6 separate regions of the Sus scrofa genome follow, and all the other regions are linked to region 6. A link is a contact called in public Hi-C and HiChIP or PLAC-seq data. All regions are on one chromosome and are shown on one strand. Each heading gives the region's core, a stretch centred on a gene start, on an enhancer-like site or on the middle of the called end of the contact. The rest is flanking DNA. Distances are from core to core; before and after follow the strand shown. Region 1 holds the start of TRIM47 (tripartite motif-containing protein 47). Region 2 holds the start of WBP2 (WW domain-binding protein 2). Region 3 holds the start of METTL23 (methyltransferase-like protein 23). Region 4 holds the start of MRPL38 (39S ribosomal protein L38, mitochondrial). Region 5 holds the start of LOC100521680 (histone H3.3). Region 6 holds the start of UBALD2 (UBA-like domain-containing protein 2).

Region 1 (3,514 bases), core at 914-3,413, 330 kb before region 6:
CGCTCTGCACAAGACGACAGAGGGCAGCAATGAGGGCAAAGAACCCTGCTGTCTTGGCCATTCCTCCCAGACCCCTCCTTCCCACCCTGTCCTCTTGGGGGGACGAAGGCACCAGCCCGAGCCATCCTGGGTTTATGCCAGGTCTGGGAGATGCTCGCGCTCACTGGGGCCGGGCAAGGCCGGGAGCGCGGGCGTCTTTGGTGTGGTCGGTGTACCGCAAGCGCACACTGCCGGGCGGGAGCTGGCTACGAGAGTGGCCGGGACAGGGGTTAGGACAGGATCTGACCTTGATGAGGGCCACGGTGCGCCGGGACTGTGCAATGCCGGCGCCCAGCTCATCCATGCGGTCCTCCACGGCGCTCAGGACTTTGGGCTGCTCAGCCTGCAGGTGACATCCTTAAGGAGCACAGGGTCTGGCCGAGGTCACAGCCCTGCACTGGGGTCCCAGGTCTTACCAAGGGTGGTGGTGGGGGACCCAGGAGTGGTATCTGTGCCTAGGTGGAGCTGGGAGTGGCCGCGATGTTGTACAGTACGCCAGGGGGTGCCTCAAGCCCAGGCAGGTGCCATTCCCAAAGGGGAGGGCAGGCAGGCTGGCTGTGGGGTGTCTGCCTCTCCTCTCTGACTTGTGAGCAAGTACAGGGCCATCCATGCTCCTCAATATCGCTCACATTCATTTGGGAGCTTCCCTAGGTGGGGACGAGGCAGAGACTGAGAGAGGACAGGTGGCTGCACAAGCTGGCATTCAGCTGTTCTGAGAATCCCTGTTCTCAAAGAGTTTGTGTCCCCAGTCCAGGCCTGAAAAATGGGGATTCCGGGCAAACCCCCTGGGTCTTATGAGTCACTGCTCCAGGCAGGAGAGACGGAAAATCCCAAGGCCAGAAGTGCCAAGACCCGGCTGAGGGCCAAAGGAAACTGGGGGCGGAGGTAACGAGCTGGACAGCGCCCACATGCTCTCACTGCGGGCCGCCAGGTCAGCTGGACAGAGGGGTCTGTGTGCCGGTGGGTTCGGCCCCACCTCTGCAGCCCTCCTGTCGCCTGCCCCACCCACTGAAACCCTCACCGCAGCAAATCTGAGCTGGGACCGGCATGGGCACGAGCTCTCTGCTGCTTTAAACACCCCCCCCGCCCCCGGCCGCGCCCCAGCCTCGGGACCCCAGCCTGCTTTTCCCGTCCTTTTTGGGTTCACACTGGGTTCCTCCAACCCCCCCCCCCATTCTCATCCTGAGCGAAATGTCCCACAGCGATCAGATGACTGTCCAGGCTGGAAGGGACGGCAAAGGAGGAAATTAAGACCCAGCCTGGGAAGGATGGGGGTGATGGGGCCTCGGCTCTCGAGGCGGGTCACCCGTCCCGGCCGCCCGCCCGCCCGCTGCAACCGCATCCCACCTCCTGGAGCGCGCGCTCCTGCTCCAGCGGCACAAGCTCGTGGCCTCGGTGCTCCTGGGCGGCGCAGGTCTCGCAAAGGCACACGCGGTCCGCGCGGCAGTAGCGCTCCAGCGGCCGCAGGTGGCGCGGGCACAGGCTCTCCTCCAGCCGGCGCAGCGGCGGCACCAGGCGATGTCCGCGCAGCGCGGGGCTGCGCTCGTGCGGGCCCAGATGTGCGGGACAGAAGGAGGCGAGGCAGGAGAGGCAGGAGAGCGCGGCGGGCAGGGCGGCGCCCTCGGGGCACGCGTCGCAGCGCACCGGCTCTTCGCCCTCCGGCCACGGCTCGGGCGCGCTGGGCGCCGATGGCTCCGGAGCGCTGGGCGGCGAGCTGGGCGGCGCGCTGGGCGCCGCCGGCTCGGGCGCCAGGGCTGCGGCCGGGGTCGGCGCCGGGCCTGGGCCGGGCCCCGGGCCCGAGCCCTGACGGAGCTGCAGCAGCTCGGACAGCGTGTGGTTCTTGCGGAGCTGCAGGCCGTCGGGGAAAGGCTCCTGGCACAGCGGGCAGCGGGCCGTGCCTCCCGGCCCCCCGGCGCCCCCCGCGCCGCGGTGCGGCCAGAGCGCGCTCAGGCAGGCGAGACAGAAGTTGTGGCCGCAGGGCAGCGTCACTGGCTCCCGGAGCGGCTCCAAGCAGATGGGGCAGCTGAAGGGCCAGCCGCCGTCCATGGCTCCGCGGCCGCTGGGGCACCGCCTGGGCCGCTCCCGCCTGGGAGGGACCCAGACCGTCCGCGCCGCCGCCCCGCCCCCTGGACCGCAGCCAAGGGGCCCGCCCCCCGCTCGGCCCGCCCCCGGCGCCGCGGGCCCGCCTGCCCGCCCGGGCACCCGCCCCAGCCCAGGCCGCGCGGGACGGCCTCTGGGCCTCGTCTGACCCCCGAGGGCCTCCTGGACCAAAGAGGGAGAGGGAAGAGGGCGGGACGGGGACGGGACACACTGAAAGCAGGGAAGGAGTTCACCCCTCCACGACCCCCCAAACTCCCCCACCCCGTGCCTGCCAGGGGCTCCTAAGGCGCTGGGCGACCTCCGCCCCCCGCCCCGTGTCGCGCCTGCCCCTTGCGCTCCAGACCCCTGGGCAGCACTGTTAGCAAAGTTGCTGAGCTGCTGACGGCAGAGGAAAAAAAAGAACTGCTGACGTGCGCATGTTTTTGCCCCTTAGAGACTCTGTTTACCTCAGGCGGGGAACTTGCGCTCCTCCACAGCTGAAATGGGAAGCTGGGGTCATCCTCCACGTCCCTAGTCTCATCATTCAGTTCCGGTCCCTCCCGTGGTGTGGCCTGGGCTAGGGGTGTGGGTTCCCCAGTTGGAGGCTTTGCTGAGGCTCCTCCAACCATGCACTTAAACCAGTGGGGTTTATTGTATTTAAATTACCTCAACGATGTTAAGCTAAACCCAACAGAGTGGCAACAGAATAACTAAAGTAGCGCTGGGTTGCAACCCAAAGTAGAAAACAAACACTCATGAGTTCCTGCTGATAATAAATAAATCACTGGATAAATAAATGAGGGAGAGTAGACAAATTTCCCATTCAGAGGAATTCCAAACAGATTCTGTAAATACTCCAAGGTGGAGCAGGGCTTCCCAGTCCTTAAGTGCGGGCTGTGCATAGTGACTTCCTTCCAAAGAGAGCAGAAGGGTGACTTGACAGCGGCAAAACCTGGCCAAGACGACCTCAGCCAGTGGTCGCGGTCAACACCGACAGTCATCAGTCATGTCCGCAGTAGGCACCCTGGATGTGATATGAGCTTCCTCCCCCAAACCCATAACCCCACTCTAATTACTAGTAAAACCTCAGACAAATCCCAGTGGAGAGACAGACTACACAGCCCTTGACCAGAACCCCTGGAAACTGTCAAGTTCATCAAAAACCAAACAACAAGAAACGTCTGGAGTACCTGTTGCAGCTCAGTGGGTTAAGAACCCAACTAGTATCCATGAGGATTCAGATTCAATCCCTGGCCTGGCTCCGTGGGTTAAGGATCAGGCATTGCCATGAGCTGCAGGGTAGGTCACAGATGTGGCTGGGATCCAGCATTGCTGTGGCTGTGGCACAGGATCCAGCTGCAGCTCTGATCCAAGCCCTAGCCCAAGAAGGTCCACA
Region 2 (3,690 bases), core at 214-2,713, 360 kb before region 6:
GGAAAGAAACAGTCCCGGGATAGGTTCCCAAGGAGCATGAAAAGGGTTTGTCCAGGCCTGGGACTGGCTCACACACAGAGAGGCTACACACCAGGAGCAATGTGCGGTTTCTCTGATTTCAAGACAATGAGGTTCAAGTTCATACGGCTCCGTGTGTCTTCGTTCCCCTCCCAGATGACACAGCTTCCTTCACAGGGGAGAGGTGAGTGGGGAAAAGGACTGGAACCAGAAAAGAGCAGCAGAGCTCAGAGAAAAGAGGTCATTGCCAGGAAGAGTCGGACCTGGCAGACCCTGGGCAGGTGAGATGGAGGAAAAGTCAGTATTCTGAGGTCTGGGGCTCCCTAGGAACCTCCTCTGACTCATCAAGCTTTCCAAGGCGACAGCTCTGGGTTGGGTACTGCCTTAGCCAGCTATAGGCTCTGGTCCCACCAAACCTCGTCTGGGGGCTCAGATTCCTCTGCTCCTTCAAGAGGCGCTTTAGGGTCAGCCTAGCTCAACCAGAGCTGGCTGGTCTCATTCTCAATGCCGTCCAAGGAGAGAGAAAACTGACTGCGGATGGATAGGAAGAACCTTGATGTGGAAGACCTCTCTCTGGGAGTGATCCAAGCCAACAGGAAATCAGTAACCTGTCTGTCTGTCTGCAAAGACAGAGCTTTACAGAAAATGTTTTCGACATATGACAAATATTAATTACGTAATTTCACTTCTGGGCCTCGGTTTCCTATCTGGAAACTGAGCAGTTCCGGAATATACCGGAAGGCTACATACTGACAGTTAAGCCTACTGACTCTGGAATCAGACTCCTCTCCTGGTACTTTCAGCTCTGTGATTTCAGGCAAGTTACTTAACCTCTCCGTGCCTCACTATCTCGGCATGTAAATGCGTAGAGTAATAGCATCTGCCGAACAGGGCTCATGTACTTAAGCAGGTAAAAGAGGCGCCATCTCTGACTCATAGTAGCATAGTAAATACCCACGAAATGGTAATTATTTTTTGCCAAAGGCTCTCCCCATTTCTAAAGTCACCTACTCTGGGAAAAGGGCTCAAGAACTACCCGCAGGCCCCATGTGTCTCTCCGTACCCGGTCCCCGTCCAGCCGCCCCACCCTCACCCACAGCTGATCGCTACACCCCCGGCGGCTCCCTCACGACCCACCCACCTTCCTCCACCCCGCCCCCAGCCGTTACCCCCCATCCCCCCGTCAGGTCCCGTCTTCACGGGTTTACTTCCCACCGTCGACCGCCCAGCGCCTACACCCTCCACAACCGCCCTGCGGTTCTCCAGGGTCCTTGCGCAGTGTTTTCACCTCTCGGTGTTGTTGACGATCACTCCGCCGCCCTCCGAGTGATTCTTGTTGAGCGCCATGGTCTCTCGGAAAAGGGTCCCGAGACTCGACTCGAAACGCAGTGCGCTTGCGCCCTTCTTTGGCCCCGCCCCTAGTGGCGTCGTTCGTATTAGAGTCAGCCAATCACAGCTCTTGCGCGGAGGTTGGCCCTACCACCTGATCCGGCCATCACGTGCTAATAGTTTACTCCCGCTCCCCTCCCCGCTAGTTTCGCCTGCATCACAAACAAGTTCGAGACTACAATTCCCAGAAGCACTGCTCGCCCACCTCGACCTCTCCCTAGGCTAGTGGACGGACGCATGCTGGAACTTGTAGTCTCACAGACTCTAGGCGTGGATTGACTCCACTAATTGCATAACTCATCAGCTTGCGCACTTCCCACCCTCTTCCACCCAGTCGACCAAAGGACTGAAATAAACAGTTGCGCGAGTCACAGAGGAGTTAGTCATAAAGGCCCTGGACGTGAAGGCTGCTGTGTGCAGCGGTGACCGTTTACTGGGGCACCTTCTTTCAGCCCACGAATGTTTATTTTCTTATTTTTATTTTTTAGGGCCGCACCTGCGGCATATGGAGGTTCCCAGGCTAGGGGTCCAAGTGGAGCTGTAGCTGATGGCCTACGCCACAGCTCACAGCAACAACAGAGCCCCACCACTGAGCGAGGCAGGGGATCGAACCTGCCTCTTCATGGACACTAGTTCGGCTTGTCAACCACTGAGGCATGATGGGACTCCCCACAAACGTTTAGGGAACGCTTTCTACATGACTTTGTCCCTCCTTCCCCCGCAGCCCAACCCACTTAAGTAACCGCTGAGATATATAGATGAGTGCAGGACCCAGTCTTTGTTCCAGGATGTGATGGGCTGGCTGACTGGCAGAAGGGAATCCGGAAAAACTGCCTTCTCTTCCAGGAAATCAAAGCCACACCCTCCGAGGTGGGCGGTGAGACTCACCGCGCTGGGAGAGGAACCTGGGTCCAGCGGCCACACCTCACCGCCGCCTCCACCACAGCTGGCCTCGCGTGGCGCTGCTCCCTCTAGAATGTTCAGGCTTTGCAATTGGGCTCCCCAGCATTTTCCAGGCCAGAAGATTTAAACCAGAATTCAAGTAACTGAATGGATCTGGGCACAATGCAAGACGGGGAGCTTACAAAATAGGGCTGATCATCGTGACCCAGCACTACTACCCCCTCGGGGGGGGCGGGGGGGGAGCCCCTGTGGTTGTGTAAACTCCCCCACCTCTGAGGTGAATCTTTGTGGGAAATGTGGGAGGGGGGTGTCCCACCTGGCAGTGCTGGTGCATCTTTAATCTTAAGTGATCAGAGTTGGATTTTAAGCAGACAGCTGATTTCCTGACAGATAGTGTCCCACGGTGGGATCCACCTGCCTAATTTTCCTTTTGAGTCAGATTCCCTAGGTGAAGGATGAAAAACTAGAAAATATTATGAAACAGGGACCAGCCCCTGGAGGTCTTGTGCAAAACCAAGTTGGACCTTGCAGAATACGTGCAAGGAAGAAGTGCATCATGGACATGATAAAATCTGCCCTGAAAGGTTAGGTTAATTTCTCTACATGCAATCTTAGCAGTGGTGGAAAGAATGAAGTCAGGAGTTCCCTGGTGGTGCAGCAGACTGAGGATCAGACATTGTCACTGCTGTGCCACAAGTTTGTCTTTTATTTTTTTCCTAGGGCCACACCCATGGCACATGGAGGTTCCAGGCTAGGGGTGAAGCCGGCCTACCTCACAGCTCACGGCAACGCCAGATTCTGAACCCGTGAGCGAGGCCAGGGATGGAACCTGCAACCTCATGGTTCCTAGACGGAGTCCTTAACCACTGAACCACGATGGGCACTCCCCTGTGGTGCAGGTTTGATCCTTGCCCCAGGAGCTTCTCCATGCCACTGGGTAGGGCCAAAAAAGAAAGAATGAGGTCAAATTCTCTGTGCTGATATGGAAAGAGTGCTAAACGGAGTTCCCGTCATGGCGCAGTGGTTAATGAATCCGACTAGGAACCATGAGGTTCGATCCCTGGCCTCGCTCAGTGGTTAAGGATCTGAAGTTGCTGTGAGCTGCGGGGTAGGATGCTATGGCTCTGGCGGAGGCCAGCAGCTGTAGCTCCAACTGGACCCCTAGCCTAGGAACCTCCATATGCTGTGGGTGCCACCCTAAAAAAACAAACGAAAAAGAGTGCTAAGGTTTGTCAGGACAGAGTGGTGAATACATATACTTCCACATCTAAGTCTAGATATTACATTTTGGAAAGATCCACCAGACATTGTTTTTTTAGCATTATCCCATTGAGGCACAGCTCTGGGAATTAAGGTTGGCAGGCGACTCCTTGTGTATTG
Region 3 (3,678 bases), core at 193-2,692, 400 kb after region 6:
CCACTCTTTCGGAAAGAGGTTAGCAGAGTGAGCTCAGCTGCAGCCTGCTGCTGTAGACAAGACTGTAAGCACATCACTGCCAGTCGTGCCCGTAGTTTACCTGTAAGGGGGCCTGCGCTTCTCCCCCGCATACTGGAAGAGGTCATCGGTGAAAAACTTGGGCACCGTGTAGTCTTCCAGAAGTTTCCTTCTTTTGGGGTGCTCCCCGTAGCTGCTGTCAAAGATGTAAAGGGGACTGTCATCTCTCGTGCTCTCCATGTACTCGATGTAGTATTTCATCTTCATCTTCACCGAGTAGCCATCATTATCCTCACCGCACTTGAACTTCTGGTTCCGGTATTTCCTCTTGAGGCGCTCCAAAGTCCACTTCTCCTGCGCCGACCAGCCCTCTTGGGCATTCAGCAGAACCACGGGCTTATAAGGTCTTTCATATCGCTCCACGAACTCTTCCACCGACAGCTGTAAGGCGTCTGCCCGTTCCACATTGTCCTGAGGGAATCAGAAAAGACCTATCGAGTTAAAAAAAAAAAAGTCCTGCAGCAGTTAGGGTGTCCCCCAAGGCCAACGAGCAATCACATACCTAAGGAGCCAGATTCTTGTTTCTGGCTCCTCTTCGGGAAGAAAAAAGACCTACTTGCGCTGGGGCGCATCGCACCCAGCGCCACCCACCAAGGAAAGGGGGGCTTCGTATCTCCCACCCATGGCCTTTGACAGCCACGTCCCCTAGGGCCCGTCGCCCAAAGAGTGACAGGCCTCGTGGAGGCGTCGATAGCGTGGGTCTCCAGTTGCCCAGGCAGGCGCGGCTGCAGCGCGGAGGAAGGAGGCCCGCCCTGGAATCCGGGCCCGATGACCCCGACCCCCGCGGGGTGCGGGCGAGCCCCTCGGAACTCCGGGTGCCGTGCTCGGCGCGGGCGGACCCCAGCCCCGGGGATGCCCGTGCCCTCCACCGCGCCCCTAGCCCGCGATCACAACCGGCTCACCGCCACGGCCGCTGGGTTCAGCGGGAAGCTTTCGTAGTAGTTATGCCGAGTCCAGTCCAGCGAGTCCTTCAGCTCCGGCCGCGCACTCCGCTTGGCCTCGCGGATCCGCTTCTTGCTCTTGTGGTTCATCCTGCGAGGGTCACCAGCTGGTTCCGCGACGACCTCGGCGCAGCCCGCTTCCTGCCACCAACGCGCCCCCTCCCCGGCCCCGGCGACGGCAGTACCAAAATGCCCTTCGCTCGGGCCCGGCGCCTTTAAAGCCGCCTTCCAGAAGATTCACTCCCCAACCACCTCCCGAGCCTCGGGTTGGGCCTGCGGCTGCCGTCTTCCCCGCCCCCCAGTCTTTCGCGATAAGCCATTGGCCTCGGCGCCTCCGCGGTCCGCCCTCACACGCACCGGGTCTCCGCCATGTTGGGAAGGTCGGGCCGGCCGAGCTCCTCCTCGCTGCGGCCCCGCCTCCCCTCTTCCGGCTTGCGTCACTTCCGGCAGCTCTGCCTTCTCCTGGCCAGCTTCCGGCCGGTCTGCTGCTCCAAGCACCTGTTCCGTGTCTCATTTTCCTGGCTGCCGGTCTGTTCTAGCCGCGTGGTTACTTTGTCGTCCGAGGGGTGCTCCCCCCTCTTTGCGGTCGGGTACTAGCGACCTGAGGTGGCGCCAAGGCGGCAACCTCAGGCAGGCCGGGGGGACCCCCACGTGCGCAGCCTGGAAGCCTGGCAAGCCCTGCGCCCTCCCCTGCTCCCGGCCCACCCGGGGGCCACCGACTCCACTCCCGGAGAGTGTGGCTTCCGAGGGCATGTGGTCCGGGCTCAGCGCTTTCGGTTCTCGGAGGAGCCGAGCCTGGGAGCCGAGGGGGCAGTGCTGGAGGTCCACGTCCCGCAGGTGTGTGCAAAGGCACCAGCTGGGAAGCGCGTTCGGTCCTTAACTCTGGCGCCTTTAGGGAAAGGCGGTTCAGTAGGGAGGGGCACAGGGAGGGAGTCCGCGGCTTCCCGCCTTAGGGTGGGTGGATCGCGGAGCCGAGAGATTTGATCTGAAGCCGTTTGTCAGGTTAAATACCTTTCACTAAGAACCTTGGAGGTCCTGCCAGGAAGGGGGCCTCTCCGTACTGATAATTTCTTGCCAGAAAAGAGGCATTCTTCACACCTTTGATCTTGTTGAAGGGCTTCTTAATTCAGCTTTATCTGGGACGGGGGTCGGGGGACGGAGCTCCAACCCTCACTACCCAAAGTTGCTCGCCTTGGCATTGCTCCCTTTCAGTTCGTGGTTGCCCGCACTCCCAATAGCAGTTAACACCTTATATAGGTTCAGTTTTTCAAGGCACTTTGAAGTTGCAGCCTGTGTGGTAGTTATTGGCACTAACAGTTTTAAGTATGAGAAACAGCGTAAGAGGAGTTGAAGGCTGGGGTGGAAACCCATTTCTGGCAAGTTCTAAATCACGTTGAAATACCCCTTTGGATTTCTTCCCAAATTTAGGAAGTGGGTGGGGAGACACCCTTTGAGAACCGAAGCCCCCCTTTCTCACACCCGAATCTGCATAACTAATTTTTCAGGGAGGAAATTCTTCATTGTAGTTCTGGGTAAAATCCACCAGGGCAGGTAGTTTTGTGTTTTAATCAGCCTAACCTATTGTAGGCACTAATGTTTTTGTTGAGTGTACTGAATGATTAGGTTCAGAACTTCAGGGTTGTTTTTTTTTTTTTTTTTTTTTGCTTTTTAGGGCCGCACTCGCAGCTATGGAGGATTCTCAGGTTAGGGGTCTAATCAGAGCTAGAGCTGCTGGCCTATGCCACAGCAACACCGGATCCAAGCCGCATCTGCGACCTACACCACAGCTCATGGAAACGCTGGATCCTTAACCCACTGAGCAGGGCCAGGGATCCAACCCTCACATGGTTCCTAGTCAGATTCGTTTCTGCTGCACCGCAACGGGAACTCGGGGGACTCCTTACCTTTTTTTTTCCTCCCTGCCCCCGCCCGCAGCATGGGGAAGCTCCCAGACCTGGGATGAAACGCTCACAGCAGTGACAACGCAGGATCCTTAACCTGCTGCACCACCAGGGAACCTTTGATATTTTTACCTCTTCCGCCAGGTTCCTACCATCCCACTAGGGGCACCCTTTGCTCTTGAGAACAAAGACTTGCACTTTAACAATTGCTAACTGCATACTTTGTGCCCTGCACTGTCCTTAGTTTGCCTTGAATCTTCCTAGCCCCTCTAAGGTAGCATTCTGCAGTTTAGGAAACGGAAGCACAGATAGCTTAAATAAATTGAGTGAGGTCAACACAGCTGGTAAAGCACAGATCTCAAGTCTGAACTCAGCCAGGCTCATTCCAGAGTTGTTACCTTGCCTCCCTGAATACCACACTCTCAAAATTCAGTGCTTTCCCAGAGCCTTTGTAAATTGCCTGCCTTCCTAACTCCAGGATTCTCAAACCTCTTGTAGGATGTCATTCTATGACCACAGTGTCCCTTCTTAGCATACCAACGTATGCCTGTGCTCAAAACTCCCCAGTATCTTCTTATTTGCACTTGCGGACTGCTCGGGTCCCTGCTTCCCTCTGACCTTTGCTTGTACTACACAACCCTGCCTTCAGCCCTCCCCAGCCAGAGGCCTTTCAGTTCCCGTTTCAGGGCCTTTGCCCGAATCCTCCTCTCTCCCTATCTCTAGCAGCTGCCTTGTGGTCACTGCCCATCACCCTGTTC
Region 4 (3,567 bases), core at 449-2,948, 310 kb before region 6:
TTGAACCTGTTCTTCAGCAGCAACCTGAGCAGCTGCTGTCGGATTCTTAACCTTTTTTTTTTTTGTCTTTTTGCTATTTCTTTGGGCCGCTCCAGCGGCATATGGAGGTTCCCAGGCTAGGGATTGAATCGGAGCTGTAGCCACCGGCCTACGCCAGAGCCACAGCAACTCGGGATCCGAGCCGCATCTGCAACCTACACCACAGCTCACGGCAACACCGGATCGTTAACTCACTGAGCAAGGGCAGGGATCGAACCCGCAACCTCATGGTTCCTAGTCGGATTCGTTAACCACTGCGCCACGACGGGAACTCCTGCTGTCGGATTCTTAACCCACTGCACCAAGGCGGGAACTCCAGCATAATCATTCATTTTATTAAAATTGTAAACTGAGGAAATTCAGCCTCAGGAAAGTCACTCCCAAGAGGCTGATTTTTGTTTAACAACTTTGTAGATTCCATGTGTGTGCCCTTAACCACACCATTAAAACTCCACCCATAAATGCCTAGCTTTTTTTTCAGTAGGACTGAATCCAGGGCATATGCAAGTTCCCAGGCTAGGGGTCTAGTCAGAGCTACAGCTGCAGCCTACACCACGGCTCACAGCAACACCAGATCCTACCCACTGAGCGAGGCCAGGGATGGAACCCGCGTCTTCATGGACACTAGTCGGGTTCGTTACCCCTGGGCCACAAGGGGAACTCCCATAAATGCCTTCTAAAAGGATGCACTCACTAAGTGTAGGTCCCTCAAAGGCAGGAATCCTGGGTCATTTTGCCCAGGGCTTTTAGTTTAATTCAGCAAAGTATTGCACACCTACGTGCCAAGCACTGTGCGCGTGCAAGATCCATGGCGGTCATGTGTGGCCGGGACTACACGAAGAGTGCACAGAAGGGCACTCTAATCTGGAATGGGTGGGGGGGTGAGGGGGCTGCTCAGGAAAGCATTTTAGGAGTAGAAATATCTAAGGGGAACTCTCACATTCTGACGGAAGGGAATTTTCCAGATACAAGGACCAGAGGGTGTGAAAAATCCTGGAGGGACTAAACCACCCCAGTGCGGACGGGAATGCGGGCAGGCCCCCTCCCCCGAGTCCCCGGAAGGCGGGGTCACAGCCCAGCTCCTCCCCGCACCTGACTCCTCCCCGAAATGCTCCCGGTAGGTCCGCCACCAATGCGGCTTCCGCGCCTCCTGCTCCGCCCGGCGCCGGTAGCGGTCGAAGCTGCGGTACTTCTTCAGTCGCTCTAGGTCGCTCACATCGATGTCCTCGTTGGGCATCGGCCCCAGCGGAGCGGCCCGGCGGCTCAGGGCGGCTGCGGACAGAGAGCGGGACGTCAGGCAGGCTCCGGGCCGGCCTCGCGGAGGCGGGAGGCGAACGCGGGCTCAAGCCCCAGGGTTCAGCTCTTCGGGGACCTGCAAGAGCCCTCACCTGAGGTGCTGAAGCCCCGCCACCGCCGACTTGCGCACAGCGCGGCTCGCCACCAGGGCGCCGCCATCTTCGCTCAGGCCGCCGCCGCCGCCGCCGCCGCCGCCGCCGCCCGCAGGACCCGGCAGAGGTGGCCGGAGCCGCGCCTGAGCGCACGGCGCAGGCCCCGCCCCGAGCCCTAAAGCCCCGCCCCGAGCCCTAAAGCCCCGCCCCCACTCAAGCCCCAAGACCTTCCCGGAATCCACGAGCTCCTGCCTCCAGGCCAGAGCTGGCCGTCGCCCAGGGCGGGCGGCCTCCGGAAGTGCCCGGTGGGCGGCGGGGCGGAGCTGCGAGCGGTGTGGGCCCCCGGCTCGCAGCCTGCCACCAGGGGGAGGTACAGACTTGGGGCCGTCGGCGGGCTTCCGCCTCCACTCGAGAGGTTGGCGCTCTGTGGGGCCCTGGGTCCTGCTCATAAGGGTCACCCATCCTTAAAGGCGGCGGCATCCTGAGCTCCCAGTTGGTGTGGCAGCACAGGCAGGAGGAGGTGCGAGGATGCATTCAGGAGTCCGCCTGCTTGGGTTCAAATCCCAGATTGTGTGTGACCTCGTTTGGAAAAAAAATGCGAGTGCTAACAGTGTTTCCCTCCTAGTGTGGTTTAAAGGGGGTAGATGGGGAGTTCCCATTGTGGCTTAGTGGGTTAAGAACCCTACTAGTATCCATGAGGATGTGGGTTCAAACCCTGGCCTCACTCAGTGGGTTAAGGATCCGGCCTTGCCACGTGCTGCAGAGGCTTAGGTCCCAGATGGGGCTGGTGGTGTGGCTGTGGCTGTGGTGTAGGCTGGCAGTTGAAGCTCCTATTCTATCCCCTCTCGGGGAAACCCGTATGCCACAGGTGTGGCCTTAAAAAGAAAAGAAAGAGGAGTTCCTGTCGTGGCCCAGCGGAAACAAATCTGACCAGGAACCACGAGGTTGTGGGTTCAATCCCTGGCCTCGCTCAGTGGATTAAGGATCCGGCATTGCCGCGAGCTGTGGTATAGGTCACAGATGTGGCTTGGATCCTGCGTTTCTATCATCCACACAGAAGTGACCTGGTCAAGACAGTGTTTCTGCCTAAATCGTTTCAGAGCTGCATGGCTCTCCTGATCCAGTTCTAACAAGATAAAACTTGATACCCCAGGTGATCTGGCCCCACTTCTGCTCTGGCCCCTCTGTCCTGGAACTCAACCCAATTCTTTGTAAGCAGGCAAGGGCTCATGTGCCCAAGGTGCCAAAAGCCAAACTCTGATGGTGGGTTTGCAACAAGGTAAAAGTATTGTCACACCGAGCAAGGGAGTGGAAGACAAGCCTCAGATTCACTTTAACTTTTTTTTTTTTTGACCACCATGTGCAGCAGCTTGATGTGGGATCTCAGTTCCCAAACCAGGGATGGAACCCGGGCCATAGCCATGGAAGTGCCAAGTCCTAACTACTAGGGAACTCCCTCACCTTGCTTTGAGTTATTATTGTTTTTTAGGGCTGCACCAGGGGCATATGGAGGTTCCCAGGCTAGGGGTCAGATCAGAGCTACAGCTGGTAGCCTATACCACAGCCACAGCAACGCAGATCCTTAACCCCCTGAACAAGGCCAGGGATTTAACCCATGTTCTCGTGGATTCTAGTTGGGTTTGTTACCATCGAGAACTGCGTTTTTTTTTAAATTTTTTTTAAGGGACGAACAAAGAAGCTGGGGTTAATCATTGCCTTGTGACCTGCAGTTTGGGGAATCATTTGTCTCTGGTTTAGGGATCTTTGGACAGGTGGTCAATGGTTCGGGGATCTGTTAGGTCATCTTGCCCTGGAAAAACAACTGAGTTTACACAGTGCTATCTATCATAGCAACTTTAGTGCTTTGGTGATGTTATCAACAGCAGCAGTTTCGGCCATTGGACTCAGGTTGATAATGTGTTCAGTTAGCCCAGGATTGAGGCCAGAGGGTACATGAAAGGGAATAAAGTTTTGGATAGAGAAATGAATCATAAACTCGATTTCACTTTTCACTTCTTCAGCACTTCTCTCTCTCTGGCACAGGACCTTTGCACATGCTCTCCCTTCTGCCTGCCACTCCTAACCTTTCCCCGTTGCCTGGCCACCTCCCAGAGTCCGAGCAGTGGTCCTTTCAGGAAGC
Region 5 (3,796 bases), core at 484-2,983, 420 kb before region 6:
TTTTTTTCTTTTTCTTTTTTTTTAAGGAAACTGTAAGTTACACTGTGGTTAAGACTTGTATCTTCACCCTTGAAAAAGCCCACATTCTATCACAGTGATGTATGGTCAGACTTAACAGCCCCAATTGTTAAACACTTGGATCAAGTCATAACCAGTTTTATTGCAAAAGGACCCTGTACACATTTATCAATTCTAGTACCTTAATAGCTACCCAACAAGTCATTAACATACAGAAACATGCATCATGAGAAGCAAGAAATATCACCCATCCCTTCTGCATATTAGCAACTTGTCACTCCTGAGCAACAGTGCTCACATCACTGAGGTCTGTGAACAGTCACTTTTCGCATTCATCCTGAGTGAAAGATGGAATGACTTAAGTACAAATGCAACATATTATAAACAATTTCTTACAAAAAAAGTCACAAATTAAACCAAAGTATTTTACAGAATTTACTACAAAACACCATAAAAACTGCCTTCACTTAAGCTCTCTCTCCCCGTATCCGGCGAGCCAACTGGATGTCTTTGGGCATGATGGTGACTCTCTTAGCGTGGATGGCACACAGATTGGTATCTTCAAATAAACCCACCAGGTACGCTTCACTAGCCTCCTGTTGAGGACAAGAGCCACACATTAAACTCCCTCCAAGGACCACCGCACACAAGCCAGCCCTCCGCCCCTGCCACCGCCGTCTCACCTGAAGCGCACCAATGGCGGCGCTCTGGAACCTCAAGTCAGTTTTGAAATCCTGGGCGATCTCCCTCACCAACCTCTGGAAGGGCAGCTTCCGGATCAGAAGCTCCGTGGACTTTTGGTAACGACGGATTTCTCGAAGCGCGACGGTCCCGGGCCTGGAGCGAGCAGGAAGGGCGTAAAGGGACACCAGTTAAGTGACAGGACCGAGCAAGCAGCCAGAGGGTCCAACTCGCGGCGCGCCCGCCGAGTCATTGTCTCCCTGCCGCGCTGCCTACCTGTAGCGATGAGGTTTTTTCACCCCGCCGGTAGAGGGAGCGCTTTTCCTGGCAGCTTTAGTGGCCAGCTGTTTGCGGGGCGCTTTCCCACCCGTGGACTTACGAGCAGTCTGCTTGGTTCGGGCCATTTTCTTTTACCTGCAGGAGACACCCGTGACTCGGGGGCCGCGACGCTCGCCTCCCGGGGTGAGACGGCGAGCGTGCAGAGGGCGGGACGCCCGGCGCGCCTGCCCTCCCGCCTCCCTGCGCCCCACGGCGGGCGGCAGATGGCCGAGGGCCGCCGCCTCCACCCCCCCTCCCCTAATGACTCAGGCGGCGAGTAGCAGCAGCCTCCCCTGGGAGGGGGGGCGCGGGGAGGAGTCACTTCCCCTCCTCGACGGGCGGAGGCCCAGCTGCCGGGAACCCGGAGTCGGGACCTCTGAATCACCAGCGGGAAAGAGGCGGAGACGCGGTTCCGGAGCGAAGCCCCAAGGGAAAACCACCCGACCCCAGAGTCGCCAGCAGCAGTCAGAGCAGCCCGCACCAGCCGGCACTCAGCTCCCAACGGTCGTGGCCCGCGGCATCAACGGCCGGCAGGGCCTCAAGCCGCAGGCAAAGCCGAGACTTACCCAACAGCGAAGTCTGAGGCCGCTTCCCCCACCGCCGTGCCGCTCCCGCCGCCCAATGAAGAGCCGCAGTCGCCGAACCAAAGCAAGAAGCAACTCCAACGAACGACCAAACCGCTCTGCGCTCCAGGCCCCCCCTAAGCCTCCGCTTTTATACCCACGCTTCACGCTGCGTCTCTGCGTCATAGGACCCTAATTTGCATACACCAACGACTTTTCCTATTGGCTGACACTTTCGCCGACGCGCTGACATCCCCCGACACAAAGGCCGTGCTTCGGCCCCGTTTCCTGATTGGCGGATGTCTAGGCCACTGATTGGCTGTTAAAGTGGCCTAACGATTGGGTGAATGCAAAGAGGAATGGACGAATCAGAGGTTGGCACTAAGCGGCTCTTCTGATTGGATAAAATGGAGCTATGTTTGGATCCTTCCCTTGGTTCCAAAGCTCTACAATAGAAAGTCAATGCAAATGAATTGTACTGGTCTCTATCAGGACTTAAGAGTCGGGATGGGATAGCTTATTTGCATCAAGCTAATACAATGCAGGAGGAGACGTTACTTTAACGAAAAATTTGTAAACTACCTTCCAATGTAAACTAAAATGTGTTCCCTGTGATTATTTACTTTTCACTAACATTGTGATAGTTAGGTACGTAGTTTAAATAAGAATTAGAAATCAGTAAATTATGTTATCTTACAAGTATTTTATGTATCAGGTATATACATTTTAACTAAAAAGCAGTTCTTTCGTTCGATGGGGTGGGGATGAGTAAATAATAGATACAAAGAAACAAATGCCAGGAGTTCCCGTCGTGGCGCAGTGGTTAACGAATCCGACTAGGAACCATGAGGTTGCGGGTTCGGTCCCTGTCCTTGCTCAGTGGGTTAACGATCCGGCGTTGCCGTGAGCTGTGGTGTAGGTTGCAGACGCGGCTCGGATCCCGCGTTGCTGTGGCTCTGGCGTAGGCCGGTGGCTTCAGCTCCGATTCAACCCCTAGCCTGGGAACCTCCATATGCCGCGGGAGCGGCCTAAGAAACAGCAACAACAACAACAACAACAAAAGACAAAAAAGACCAAAAAAAAAAAAAAAAAAAAAAAAAAAAAAAAAAAGAAACAAATGCCAAGTGATTTTTATAAGTTCTTAGACCATCACAAAATACGTTGTGATTTCAATATACAAGAAGTAACCTTGTGACTTCAATATACAAGAAGTAACCTACTAAGCAACATATTTTTAAAATTATGTAATTCACCTGAACAAAATGACCACAGCAAGAAAGAGAATACTCAGTTCTAAAACAACATTTGCATGTCCATAAAGGCAATTAAATAAGTGCCCTTGTATTTAATAATATATCCTGGAAAGTATTACTTCTGAAGAAACATGACAAATGTATAAAAGTGGTAATACCTACCTTTGCCTAAATGTCTTGGATGGATTTTAATATTTAGGCCTACAGACGTCTCAGTTTATAAAATATCAAAGAAGGCTTAAGGTTAAGACCAGCCAAATAAAGCTCGGAAAATTGAAATAGAGCTTTGGACATTCTACCCTGCAGTTCTTACTCTGGGCTCACTGAATATTTTAAGTTATTGAAATAAAAAAAAAAAACAGCAAAACCAGGTACATGCAGATTTCAACTTAGAGACTTACTGTACATGAATACAAATACCTCAAAAATTTACTTGTGACACCAAAGTTCTCCCTTTCACCATCAATAGTGAGGGGGAAAAAATTCACAATTTGAAAAAGCAGGCACAGGAGTTCCCATCATGACTCAGTGGTTAACAAAACCTACTAGTATCCATGAGGACGTGAATTTGATCCCTGGCCTTGCTCAGTGGGTTAAGGATCCAGCTTTGCTGTGAGCTGTGGTGTGAGTCACAGATGTGGCTCAGCTCCTGTGGCTGCGGCTGGCAGCTACAGCTCCAATTGGACCCCTAGCCTGGGAACCTCCATAGGCTGCAGGTGTGGCCCTTAAAAAAAAAAAAAAAAAAGAAAGAAAAAGAAAAGAAAAAGCAGGCAGGGCAAAAACACCTTCTGCCCAAACTCTGGTTCCAAATTCCTCTCATTTCAGCTCTCTCAATGATAACACTGCACAATATTTACTTAATTCTCCATATATTTAAACTTTTATGCGATAATTCAATGTTAGTTTCTGCCTTCTGCTCAAAGTTTAGGGTGGGGAAAAATTAAGCTATTTCATTCAGGCCAG
Region 6 (3,782 bases), core at 782-3,281:
CTCTCTCTCTCTCTGTCAGCCCGAAGTGACCCTGTGCCCACAGAAGATCACCAGAAGGGAGTCCCTCTGGCTTGCGGGCGTCCCATGCCCCCAGGTGCCCATAGCTGTGTCCTGCAAATGGCAATCGCTAAAGAGAGGTTTGGAACAAACTATGTTGATATCCAGGAAAAAATAGGTTTGGCAATTATGGTGTTTTCAGGACCCCTGCCTTCCTTGAGAAGCTCTAGTTAAGACCTGAGGGCTCTCGCAGCCTGAAGTGCCTCTGCCCATGTAGATCCTACCTCTCACGGCCCTGGCATGCTTGACACCTGAATGTACCTGTGAGACCTGGAGCCCACAGTGACAGTACTTCCTTGTTCTGGGGCTGCTTGTGGCCCAGGCTCCTTGGCAATGGCAGCTGCTGGCTGCTCACTTTTGTTTTCACCTTGCAATTACTGGAAGGGAAGGGCGGCAAGCTGGGCTGGACTCTCCAGCCACACTCCAGGTCTCAGCTCATGCGCACTCAGGAGGGCTAAGTGCAATCGCGGCAAGAAACAAGTCTGGGCAGGCAAAGAGCTGACTCCTGTCCCTTCAAAACAAACAAACAAACAAAAAGGCTAACTAAATGGGACAAACTAAAAGGCTCATTCTGGTGCCCGAGGCTGTTTTTCATCAGTACATAAACATTGGCTGTAACTTTTTCCTTATTTATATTCTATTCTTTCTATATGTGTAAATTTTCTTAGACGGAGAGTTAATCCATTGCAGGCAAAGTCAAAATAGAGCCATGGCTTGCTTTTTTCTTAGCCTCCTGTTCTGCAGGCTCTTAACAAATTATAATCCACACTGATTGGTGTTTCAGGTCCAAAACTGACTAAGTTTTTCAGAAACAGACATTCTAACAGTGAATTCCAGCAGTGTTTGCCTTACTAAGCACTCTGGCCCTTCTTCAATCTGCTTAAACGCCTTGTTCTTTCTCCACCCCCACAATTCCCAAGTACAAACCTTGAAGGTTAAATCTTAATCCAAAAGATAGAAGCTCCCTGCATATAAACAAACTGTTTTTAAATGTCTAGAGTTGAGATCCAGTACCTGAATAGACGTACTCTTTTTTTTTTTTTTTTTTTTGGGGGGGGTGTTTTTCCAGGCCACACCCTCAGCATATGGAAGTTCCCAGGCTAGGGGTTGAATTGGAGCTGCAGCTGCCAGCCTACACCACAGCCACAGCAACACTGGATGCTTAACCACTAAGCGAGGCCAGGGCTTGAACTTGTATCCTCATGGATACTAGTCAGATTCGCTTCCGCTGGGCCACAGAGGGAATTCCTATTCTATTTTTAAAAGATGGTAGAAATTAAAGTTTCAGTTAGGTCAAACAATTTAAGGGAAAATAATTTTTTCAGCTTGGGATATTAGTGTCTGCGAAAGTCTCATTTCCTCTTTGCCATTATATTTAGTGTCCCTTAACACCGTCTTCCAACTTCACAGAGCAAAGTTTTGGTCTAAAAACGTAGGAAAACTGTTTGGCCCGTGAGGTGGGTAGTGGCTGGAAAGAGGCTTGAAAGGGATACATGGCAATAAAAAGCTTTTTAAAAGTAGAGCTGCTTGAAAGTTTAAAAAAAATAAACAATTTTGAGACTCGAGCAGCTGCAAAGGCTCTGTCTGTTTTCTATTTTGATCGCTCTGTTTCTCGAGATGACCACATCTTTCAGAGGAAATGAGTCAAAGCCACTCTGTCTTGCTTTTCCAGCTGAGCATGTTCAGTTTCAATGAAGTAATGAATGAACTTGGCCGCACCACCCCCAAGCCTACAACAGCAAACAGAGGGGGCTCAGCCAATCAGCAGGCACTCAAGGTTTTCAAGTTGAGTTCAAAAGGACCCACGGGAGACCAATCAGCGAGTGCGGCTCCGCCCCAAACGCACGGCCGTGGCCAATCGCGAGCCCGGACAGGCCAAAACACAGCGGCCGGCCAATACGGGAGAGCCCCACGGCGCCGACATCCGCCAATGGGCGCGGCTGGGCAAAAAGAGAAACAGTGCGGGTCCACAGGCCGCAGGATTCGAATCGAACGTCTGTACCGGAGCCGGGCTCCGGCCGAGCGGCGCCGGCCAATCAGCGGCGGCGGCTCGCGGCCCCCGAACGTTGGGACACCCGGCCCCGCCCCGCGCTGTTGTTTGTGGTGTCGGCCGGCGGCGCGAGCCGGACCACAACACTCGCCCGGCGGGCGGCGGGGCGGCCGAGGGTCCGGGGGCCGCCGGAGGCGGCGAGCGCGAGCCGAGGGCAGCCGGCCTCCCGCGGCCGCCAAGCCCGGGAGAGCGCGCCGGCCGGAGCCATGTCGGTGAACATGGATGAGCTGCGGCACCAGGTCATGATCAACCAGTTCGTGCTGGCCGCGGGCTGCGCGGCCGACCAGGCGAAGCAGCTGCTGCAGGCGGCGCACTGGCAGTTCGAGGTGCGTGCGGGCCGAGCCCCGCTCCCCGGCCCCGGCGCTGGGCAAGGGCGCGGGCCGGGGCGCCCAGCCGCGCGCCGCGCAGTCGTCTGGGGGGGTGGAGAGGGAAACTATTTATATCGCGAGGGCAGGCGCGCGGGGCCGCGCGGTCTCGCGTGGGGCGCGGGGCCCTGCCGCCCGGGACCCCGCGCGCGGCCCGGGGACGCCCCCCCCCCCGCCCCGAGGGGTCGGGCCCGGCGGCGGGGGCGCCCCGGCCGCCCGGGCAGGGCCGGCGGGTGGGCCTCCTGCCCCGGCCCCGTTAACCGCCGCCCTGGCGCTGTGTTTGTCTGCAGACCGCCCTGAGCACGTTTTTCCAAGAAACCAACATTCCCAACAGCCACCACCACCACCAGATGGTAAGAGCGGCCGGGCCGCGGCGGGAGGGCCGGCGGGCCGGAGGGCGGGCCTCGCCGCGGCCGCAGCCCCGCGCGGCCGGGCCGGGGCCGCTGTCAGCAGCCGGCGGTGACAGCCATGTTGCCGGGGAGCGCGGCGCCGCGATGTAAACAAAGAGCCAAAATGTCTTCCAGGAAAGAGCGGCTCCCGCGGCCGCCGGCTCGCCCAACTTGGTGGTCCGGCCCCCGGGCTGCTGCAGCTCGGCCCGAAGCCTATGCCCGGCAACTCTCGCTGGGCCAGGGGCTTGGAGGGCAGCGAGGGTGGCCGGAGGAGGAGCTGGGCGGCAGGGAGTGGGGAGGGGGCTCGAGGGACGGAAACCAGCCGTCTGGGGAGCTGGAAGCCCGAGGGAAGGGCCTGGGACCCCTGCGGTGTCTGTTTACGGGGGTCCCCTCTTGCTGATGGAGTGGCAGCCCCCCGCCAAACAACCCAGCTCTACAGGGAACGGGAAGGGGGTACACCCCCACCACCACCCGGCCCCGGAGAGCTGGGCTCTACCCAGACAATTACATCCACTCTTTCCTGCTCAGGTCTGGAAAAAAGACGTACTGGGAGAGTGGAAGGCTTTCAGATTTTTGGCAAGATAAGCCAAGAATGCATTTAATCTCAGTAGGTGAAGATGCGTACAGCCCAGGAAACAGAAGTGGTTCAGGGCTGGATTTGCTTGGTTTCTTCTCTTTCCCGAGCTGGCCCCAGGCCTGGGCCTTTGCCCTCCTGGCCATAAGGTATCCTGCTCTCCACCGGCACAGAACTTTCCTTTCACTTTAGAGGCTTGAATGCCTTCTCTACCCCTCTGGTTGCCTGTTAGCCCTGCTGAGGGGGCAGGACTGGGCCCCGAGACAGCTTTGTAGAACACGATTGCCCAGACGGTCTGTGGTGGCTTCTGGAGAGCATTTTTGTCATTTTTGACACTGGGCGTCCTT

Evidence for each region. A called contact is a pair of places that touch in the nucleus more often than the background predicts. HiChIP or PLAC-seq counts read pairs in DNA pulled down with a chosen protein or histone mark.
Region 1: an H3K27ac HiChIP or PLAC-seq map of alveolar macrophages shows a contact between it and region 6. The contact joins the promoter of TRIM47 here to the promoter of UBALD2 in region 6. A contact is called at or near these places in 2 of 5 promoter capture datasets (fetal liver and fetal skeletal muscle), 1 of 47 Hi-C or Micro-C datasets (fetal liver) and 1 of 2 datasets of contacts at active chromatin or transcription factors (alveolar macrophages).
Region 2: a contact with region 6 is called in a Hi-C map of embryonic fibroblasts, with 2.5 times the contacts expected there. The contact joins the promoter of WBP2 here to the promoter of UBALD2 in region 6. A contact is called at or near these places in 3 of 5 promoter capture datasets (fetal liver, fetal skeletal muscle and liver), 2 of 47 Hi-C or Micro-C datasets (embryonic fibroblasts and liver) and 1 of 2 datasets of contacts at active chromatin or transcription factors (alveolar macrophages).
Region 3: a contact with region 6 is called in an H3K27ac HiChIP or PLAC-seq map of alveolar macrophages. The contact joins the promoter of METTL23 here to the promoter of UBALD2 in region 6. A contact is called at or near these places in 1 of 5 promoter capture datasets (fetal liver) and 1 of 2 datasets of contacts at active chromatin or transcription factors (alveolar macrophages).
Region 4: a contact with region 6 is called in an H3K27ac HiChIP or PLAC-seq map of alveolar macrophages. The contact joins the promoter of MRPL38 here to the promoter of UBALD2 in region 6. A contact is called at or near these places in 3 of 47 Hi-C or Micro-C datasets (embryonic fibroblasts, fetal liver and retroperitoneal adipose tissue) and 1 of 2 datasets of contacts at active chromatin or transcription factors (alveolar macrophages).
Region 5: an H3K27ac HiChIP or PLAC-seq map of alveolar macrophages shows a contact between it and region 6. The contact joins the promoter of LOC100521680 here to the promoter of UBALD2 in region 6. A contact is called at or near these places in 1 of 5 promoter capture datasets (liver), 2 of 47 Hi-C or Micro-C datasets (embryonic fibroblasts and liver) and 1 of 2 datasets of contacts at active chromatin or transcription factors (alveolar macrophages).

What each region holds. Positions count from the first base shown.
Region 1 is chr12:5,533,908-5,537,421 of Sscrofa11.1, reverse strand. It overlaps TRIM47 (tripartite motif-containing protein 47), which reads right to left and starts at 2,163. Exons shown (of 6, transcript XM_003131190.4): 1 at 1,387-2,163; 2 at 287-382; 3 at 1-4. The coding sequence starts at 2,085.
Region 2 is chr12:5,562,885-5,566,574 of Sscrofa11.1, reverse strand. It overlaps WBP2 (WW domain-binding protein 2), which reads right to left and starts at 1,463. Exons shown (of 9, transcript XM_003131191.5): 1 at 1,307-1,463. The coding sequence starts at 1,365.
Region 3 is chr12:4,806,712-4,810,389 of Sscrofa11.1, reverse strand. It overlaps METTL23 (methyltransferase-like protein 23), which reads left to right and starts at 1,442. Exons shown (of 5, transcript XM_003482946.4): 1 at 1,442-1,547. JMJD6 (bifunctional arginine demethylase and lysyl-hydroxylase JMJD6) reads right to left here and starts at 1,376. Exons shown (of 8, transcript XM_021066561.1): 1 at 981-1,376; 2 at 101-489. The coding sequence starts at 1,109.
Region 4 is chr12:5,512,551-5,516,117 of Sscrofa11.1, reverse strand. MRPL38 (39S ribosomal protein L38, mitochondrial) reads right to left here and starts at 1,698. Exons shown (of 9, transcript XM_003131188.4): 1 at 1,428-1,698; 2 at 1,132-1,311. The coding sequence starts at 1,494.
Region 5 is chr12:5,630,263-5,634,058 of Sscrofa11.1, reverse strand. It overlaps LOC100521680 (histone H3.3), which reads right to left and starts at 1,733. Exons shown (of 4, transcript XM_003131194.4): 1 at 1,584-1,733; 2 at 976-1,113; 3 at 702-855; 4 at 1-614. The coding sequence starts at 1,103. The coding sequence ends at 486.
Region 6 is chr12:5,206,922-5,210,703 of Sscrofa11.1, reverse strand. It overlaps UBALD2 (UBA-like domain-containing protein 2), which reads left to right and starts at 2,031. Exons shown (of 3, transcript XM_003357957.4): 1 at 2,031-2,433; 2 at 2,763-2,825. The coding sequence starts at 2,314.